Linked DNA regions of Mus musculus: region 1 is linked to region 2. The links are chromatin contacts, called in public promoter capture Hi-C maps. All regions are on one chromosome and are shown on one strand. The core of a region is the stretch at or near the end of the contact, and the rest is flanking DNA. Distances in the headings are between cores, read along the strand shown.

Region 1 (3,783 bases), core at 641-3,140, 490 kb after region 2:
TCCTCTCATTTCTGTAGGTCTTTAAGAGTCTGGGGCCAGGTGTGGTGGTCCCAGCACTCGGGAGGCAGAGGCAGGCAGATTTCTGAGTTCAAGGCCAGCCTGGTCTACAAAGTGAGTTCCAGGACAGCCAAGGCTACACAGAGAAACCCTGTCTTGAAAAACCAAAATAAATAAATAAAATAAAATAAAATAAAAATTTAAAAAAAGTCTGGGACATGCCGTGCACAGTCCCAGCAGGTGGCGCCAGGCCACTGTCCAGTGCTTGCCCACTGAGAAGCCCAGAGCAGATAGCAGGGTGGAAGCTGACAGACAGACTTCAGGTAGACTTTCTATGGCGGGACTGTCCTATAGCAAACAGAACAACTGAGATTGGATCCTATCCTTGGGGATGACCCTGCTGTGGTCTGGATCATTCTGGAATCAGTTCGTGGGTGGTGGTACCCAACACTTCCAAGAACTAGCAGAAAGCAAGAGAGTAGAGGTCACAAGAAGCATCCTTTAGTGAGACGTTCAGGGTGCTTTCAGTCTCCGTCCAGTGGTCCAACATTAGAGGCCAAGAGCTGTCAGCAGCAGCTACCTGCCCAACCTCAGAGGGAGAGAGCCTCAAAGTCAGAGGTGTAGAGGACTCTGAGGGCTCTTACAGGAGCAACAGGGCTGAACAAGTGGAAAGGGACAGAGGGACAGAAAAAGTAGAGAAACTGGACATCTCTAGTAGGGACAGAACCAAGGGGGGAGCTAAAGGAGGGGACGATCAAGAAAACAGAAGATCATCACTCCAGGGTGACAGAAACTCAGGCCAGGGGAGGAAATGCTTCTTATTGTTTCGAGACAGGGTCACATAGTCCAGGGGCTCCAGTTGACTTAGACTTATTGTAAGCATTACTTCTGTGTGCATGGTGTGTGTGTGTGTGTGTGTGTGTGTGTGTGTGTGTGTAAGTCAGAGGGCAACAGGAGGGCATCAATTTTCACCTTTGTTATGTGGGTACCAAGGATTGTTAATTTGGTGGCAAGTGCCTTTACCCACAAGCCATCTCACTGACCCAAGATGTGTTTGACATACTCTCACCAAGAAGACCTGGCTGGCATAGAACTTACAGAGATCCGCCTGCCTCTGGAGTGCTGTGATTAAAAGAGAGTATAATGACATATGGCACATTCACTTATTTTTACATCTATTCATTCATTTGTGGGCTGTACTGGCAGGATGTGCACATGCCACTGCCTGTAGCTGCTCTTGGTCTTGCGTGGGCTGGGGCCTCCAAGTGTTCCCTGTGAAGTGCAAAGGTGCCTTGCAGCCAGCCCTAGGTTCCCCTTTCCTGCAAAGGGTCTGTTTCTCTTCCCTGGGAGCCTGCATTTGACGCCTGGGTAAGCAGGAGGGTCAATGTAGGATAACCCTGTAAGGCTACTTTCCGGTCCGTCATGGGATGATGGCCTGACCCAACCTTCTCTCCACATCCTAGCAACAAACGCACACATCAACTTTTAACTGAAACCTACCACACCTGCTTGCAGGAACCTGGCAAGGTCATTTAGACCGGTGACACACCAGCTTAACTCTTTCTTTTGGCGCTTCCAGGATCCTTGTGCTCTACAGCGAGTACCCCTAAAGCACGAGATCGCTTCATCTGCAACCGTCACTGCTCTCTGGGTGCCAGCGGCGCGCGTTGGGACACAGGAAAAACTCCACCGCACCACCAGAAAGGAGACAAGCTCACACCACAGCGAGAAAGCCCCTCCCACACTCGCGCACGCGCACTGACACGGAGAGGACCAGCCTCCTCGCCCTTAGTTCTCCCATCTGCGCCTGCGCGGGAGAGCTAAACTCACGCTCCGGCTGAGGCCGCGGGCCAATGACGTCACGGTCGGCTCACGGCGCGCGCACGCTAGTGCGCGTCCTCGGATAATGAGGAATTCCTGGATGCTCCGCGCGGGCCCGCGGTGGGCGCTGCGAGGCTTCACCGTGTCGTCGCGGGCGGAGGGGGCGTGAAGACCGTGCTACGGTGGCCGCCGAGGGACAACACTACGGCTCCCACGCTGGGACAAACGCCTCGGGCCCGGCCCGGGAGCGCCCTCCCCTCCGGGCCAGAGCCAGCCGGGGGCAACTGAAGGGCCGCGCGAAGCGACCCCGTCCTCGGCGGCATGTGCCCGCCTTGGCGTCGCACCCCCGGGGCACAAGCTCAGCCGCAGGCCCGGTCCCCAGCACCGTCGGCCCGCCGCATGGTTCCGGACACCGGCACCGCCACGGAGAGGGCACCGGGTGAGCCGCCGAGGACGGGCGGGGACCGGCCACGGACCTAAGGGCCGTCTCCACGGCAACGGCGCCCCGACACCGGAAGTGGCGCCCGCAGAAAACGCGGGCTGAGGGCCGGGGTCGCGCGTAGCCTATGGCTAGTGAGGGTCGTATCTCCACGCGCCGAGTTAGCGGGCCTTGGAGAGCTGGATGTCCTGCTCTAGGGTCCCGTGCTCAGAGACGCGTGCCCCGCGCCGGGCCGCGCCATGGCATGCACCTCCACCCGAGTACACCTGCTGCAGACCGCATCCCCCTCCTGTGCGGTGTCCAGTGACACGCCTGAATGAGGCCATTGCCCTGTCTAGCTGGGTAAAACATAGCTAAGCCTCCCCGGCTCGGGACAGGTTTCCTCCCACTGCGCCTCGGCCGCAGCTGCGCTGGCGGCCATTTGCTCAGGACCTACGGCGGTGACAGAAGCCGTTGGAGTGGAAGTCGCAAAAGCCTGTTGGCGATGTTGCCCTGTCCTGTTACCAACTTTTGGTCTCTAGTGTCCCATAGTTTGAAATTTAGTGTTTTTTTTCCCCCATATGCAAATTAACATAGGCTGCTGCGAATGACAATTGCTTGGTGAAACAAGGAACCACACGCCATTTCTCCTCTCTGTGTCCCAGTTTGGAGAACTCTGACACTATGTCCAGCCTAGATAAGCCAGTAATGCTTTTGTTGTGTACAGGCAGCCCCAGGGAAGAGGTCTTGGTGCCTCAATTTACGGAGCAAGATCAGTGGGAGGTGAGATGGTAACCTGCCAAAATAATGCCAAAGTTCAGGCCCAGCAAGTAACCTTAGGGGCTTGCTATGTGGACACCCCCTTCATCCCAGTCCTCTTGTGACTCTGCATGGAGTGTCCTTGAAGGGGACTGTTATAAGTCACTATGGAAGTAATGGGGAGTACTGGGCAACCAGTAGCCGGGTGTGTGGGTCTTCAAGAAACTAAAGAGTGAGCTTAGCTAGAGCACTACTGTCCCCGTTTTATCCCTGGCAGTCCTAGGGACCCTCTCCCGGCCGGCGGCTGCTGAGGGGCATAGTTACTGTTGCTTTCCTCTCCCAGCACTGGGAGGTAGAATGTTAACCATTGGCCTGCACAGGCTGAGGACTCATGAAAAGAGTCAAAAGTGCATCCTTGGGTTGCAACTGAGTTACTGACAGGGACACCCTTGAGCTCTCACCTGGCATTCTGTATTTCTCCCTGCAGGCCAGCACCTCCCCCAAGGCTCAGCTGAGGGCTCCTAGACGCTGATGACACCTATGCTGGCCATCCGGACACTGCACCGCCACTGCAAAACAGCACTGCCGCCCAGGCCCAATGCCGGTCATGCCCATCCCGCGGCGGGTGCGCTCCTTCCACGGCCCGCACACCACCTGCCTGCACGCAGCCTGCGGACCGCTGAGAACCTCTCACCTGGCTCGCACCAAGTACAACAACTTCGATGTTTATGTCAAGACCCGCTGGCTCTATGGCTTTATACGCTTCCTGCTCTACTTCAGCTGCAGCC
Region 2 (3,357 bases), core at 417-2,916:
ACCTCTACCACAGGAATGATGCTTAGCCCTTCTTCTAGAACATTCTTCCAGAAAGTTCTAGGAGATGGTCCCTATTCCGGGGCATGGCTCTGGGGACTTCTCCTGGGACACTCATGGCTCTGGCACTCAGCTGTTTCTTTCAGATTTGTCCAAAATTAAAACAGGAAGACTGAGAAATTGCAGGGACACTGGCTGTGAGGCCAGATCAAAGGACTCAGCCACACCTAGAGCAAAGGGCCAGGGCCAGGGCCAGGACAGCGGCTGGCCCAGGCTGGCCCAAGTGATGTAGAACTAGAAGCCGCTAGAAACCTGCAGGTCAGAGACCACTCCAGGCAGGCCCTCCCAAGCCACCTTGGCACAGGTGGCTCCCCTAGACTACCTTGGCTAAGCTTTGATGGTTTACCTGGCCTCTGTCTGACGCAGCTCTTCTCCAGGATCCCTGAGTCTTTGCTCACCCCGGGGCGGGACTCACCACAGTGGTACTCAAAAGCTCGCACAGATTTCTGCCACTCAGTGGGGAACAAGTTGGCAAGCCCTGGGCCCATAATTTTCGAGGCTGAACAGTCCAGCTCCAGAAAAGTCACATGGAAGGTGGGAAGGTCATTACAGGGATAGTAACTGCACAGCAAACTCCCTGCCCAGGAAACCCGGGCCAGGTGGCAGGTGCCCTAGTGTTTCCCACGCAGGAAACTGAGGCTTGGGGCAGGAAGGGCTCAGCCAGTGGCTCTCTCTGAACCAGCCCCACTGGGAACTGGCCCAAACCCCTCTCCTGCCACTCCTGGGTCCACACATTGCTGAGTCAGGGCCTAGCTTCAGGGCTAGGGGTATGGGTACACCCCATCTCCTGGCACAAGAAGGGTCCCCCATACACCTCAGGTCACGAACCCAACCTAGGCCTGAGCATGGATCACAGCACAAGCTACTGCCTCTGGAAGAGGGCAGACAAGGGCATCTGGGCCTGGAAGAGCTCTGCATCCAACAGGCTTCAGTCCTCATCCTTTATGTAAAACAGTCTAAGGGAGGCCAGGCCCCAGGACAAAGGCATCCTCCAGCATCCTCAGGACGGCCCTTCAGAGAGACCTTGGCTAGACTGGTGAGGGCTGGCTCCTTCCTGTAGGCTCTAAGGACCGTGGCAACCAGCGGCTGGAGCCCAGAGGCCTGACTCCATCACCTCAAAGCATGAGGGGAGGGGCCTCTTCTGCAGACAGGAGCTGGCCCTCCACTGGCCCAAGGTCACCACAGCCCCTGTTTCCAGCTGTCTCAAGAACTGGCCAGGGGCTGGCCAAGTTTGCTATTCCAGAATTTTTTTTTTAAGTTGCGAAGGTTAGAAAGGACTCCGGTGCACCCGCGTGCACCCATCGACCCTCGCCATCCCACGCCCTGCCCCTCCCCGTGTGGTAGCACCTGGCCGGCTGCGGCTTACCTGCAGGCCCTTGGAGAAGGGGCAGAGGAGCACTAGGTGCACCAAGCGCCGCAGCCGCCGCATGATGGGCTCCGGCCCCGGCTGCGGAACCCCGCGGCTGGCTCGGCCTCAGCCCCAGCCCGGCCAGGCCCGCAGCGGCCGCCGCTCGCTCTCCATGCGGGCCGCTCGTCCTCGGCTCGCGTTAAAGGCAAGGCGCGTGCCTTTCTGAGCAAGGACCGCGACGCACGCGCGGGGAGACGGCCTGGAGGAGGGGCGTGCACGCGCGGGAAGATGGACAGAGGGGCGTGCGCGCGCGTGTGGAGACAAACGGAAGGGGCGTGCACGCGCGTGGGAGGACTGGCGCGCGGCCCCGCGGCTAGTCTAGCTCTCCCGCTGGGGACCTACGCCACCCCCCACCCCCCCACCCCCAACCTCCCGAGAGCTCCGGGACCCGCTACGGCAACCCTGTGTGAGCATGAAACACCGGGGCAGGCTGGCGCTGAGGACCTGTAAGGTCCCCGCCTGCGCTTGCGCATTTCTTCCACCTTTTCAAGGGTAAAAGACGTTGATGGATCTGCCCCCATCCCTCCCCAGTATGCAGGTGAGGCTAGTCAGTCCTGAGGCCACCACCTCTGGCACCGAGAGTCTTCAGCCCTTGTTGCACCGGGGCATAGGGAAGGACCCACAGCCCACGCGGTCAGCAACTACTCCTGAGAACCAGTTTCTTCTGATTTCTGCCCATGGACAGACACGCCCCTCTCCTGTGACTCCCATTTAGGGTGATTAGGAAAGCAGCAGCTGACCTTAGTTAGAGGCTTATTGAACTTAGCAGACAATGGCCAGAATGCACCGTCCACCATGCGCATCAGCTGCCCTCAATCCTCACCCACACCTTTCTTAGGGGTTCTATAGCGATGTCATATGCATTCCCAGGGAATACGCCTTCCCCTGTGCCCCAGTGCTGTCCATATATATATGCCTTGCAAAATGATAAAAGACAGCTTTAGTTTAAGGATGTTAATTGCTTCGCAATTAGTGAACCAGGCCAACCTTCTCTTCATAAAAGTGGAGCGAGAGTCCCATGAGCCCAGCTGAAGGGTTTGGATTTATAAGCTAGAAAGGCTGAAGAGAACTAGAGCCAGGAGCAGGTCACAAAACAAATGGAAAATAGCATCAAGTCTGTGTCCCAGAAACCAAGAAGCAGAAGCAGAAAGACCAGCCTGGCCTATGTTTCAAATTCCAGACTAGCCAGAAGCCCAAAGGGAGACCCTGCCTCAAGGAAGGAAAGAAGGAAGGAAGGGAGAGAGGCTGGAAGAAAGGGATGGAAGGAGGGAGGAAGAGAGGAAAGAAGAAAGGAAAGAAAGGAGAGAGGGAGGGAAGGAGGGAGGGAGAAAAGAAGGAAGGAGAAAAAAGAAGGGAAACATGGGATTGTTTCATTATCGCACCAATTATAAACGAGCTGCTTAAGCAGTTTGACTATTTTATTATGTCTTCAATCTTGATTTTGCAGGTCAGATAAACAATGTAGTTTAAGTGTGGTGACGGGAAGGCTGAAAAAAATGACTCAGCAGCTGAAAGCACTTATTGTGAAAACATAAAGATTGAAATTCAAATTTCAGCATCCATGTAGCAGATCGAGCATCCTGCGCACACCTGTAACCCAGGTTACAGGTTGAGTGGAGCCGTTGTAGGATGGTTGCTAGGACTTGCTGGTTCACAGCCTAGCTGAGAAAGCAGCCTGAGGTTCAGGAAGAGACCCTGCCTCAAAGGAAAAGGTGGACAGTGATCGAAGAAAGCACCCAGCACCCACCTCTGCCTTCCATGTGCACACATGATGCACCTCCATTCCCCACGCATGACTCCCCTCCCCTCCCCGACACACACACACACACACACACACACACACACACACAAATAATCAAATCTTTTCATAAGAGAAAACATGAAGCTTGGTG

The links. Promoter capture Hi-C pulls out the DNA fragments that hold promoters and counts their contacts.
Region 1: a contact with region 2 is called in a promoter capture Hi-C map of neural stem cells. The contact joins the promoter of Tmem250-ps here to the promoter of Dipk1b in region 2. A contact is called at or near these places in 4 of 39 promoter capture datasets (the 3T3-L1 cell line, hippocampal neurons, neural stem cells and 1 more), 6 of 484 Hi-C or Micro-C datasets (B cells, the N1E-115 cell line, cortical neurons and 2 more) and 1 of 115 datasets of contacts at active chromatin or transcription factors (large pre-B cells).

The regions. Positions count from the first base shown.
Region 1 is chr2:26,138,613-26,142,395 of GRCm38.p6, reverse strand. It overlaps Tmem250-ps (transmembrane protein 250, pseudogene), which reads left to right and starts at 1,890. Exons shown (of 2, transcript NM_001256521.1): 1 at 1,890-2,257; 2 at 3,483-3,783. The coding sequence starts at 3,594.
Region 2 is chr2:26,626,766-26,630,122 of GRCm38.p6, reverse strand. It overlaps Dipk1b (divergent protein kinase domain 1B), which reads right to left and starts at 1,666. Exons shown (of 5, transcript NM_019833.3): 1 at 1,424-1,666. The coding sequence starts at 1,486.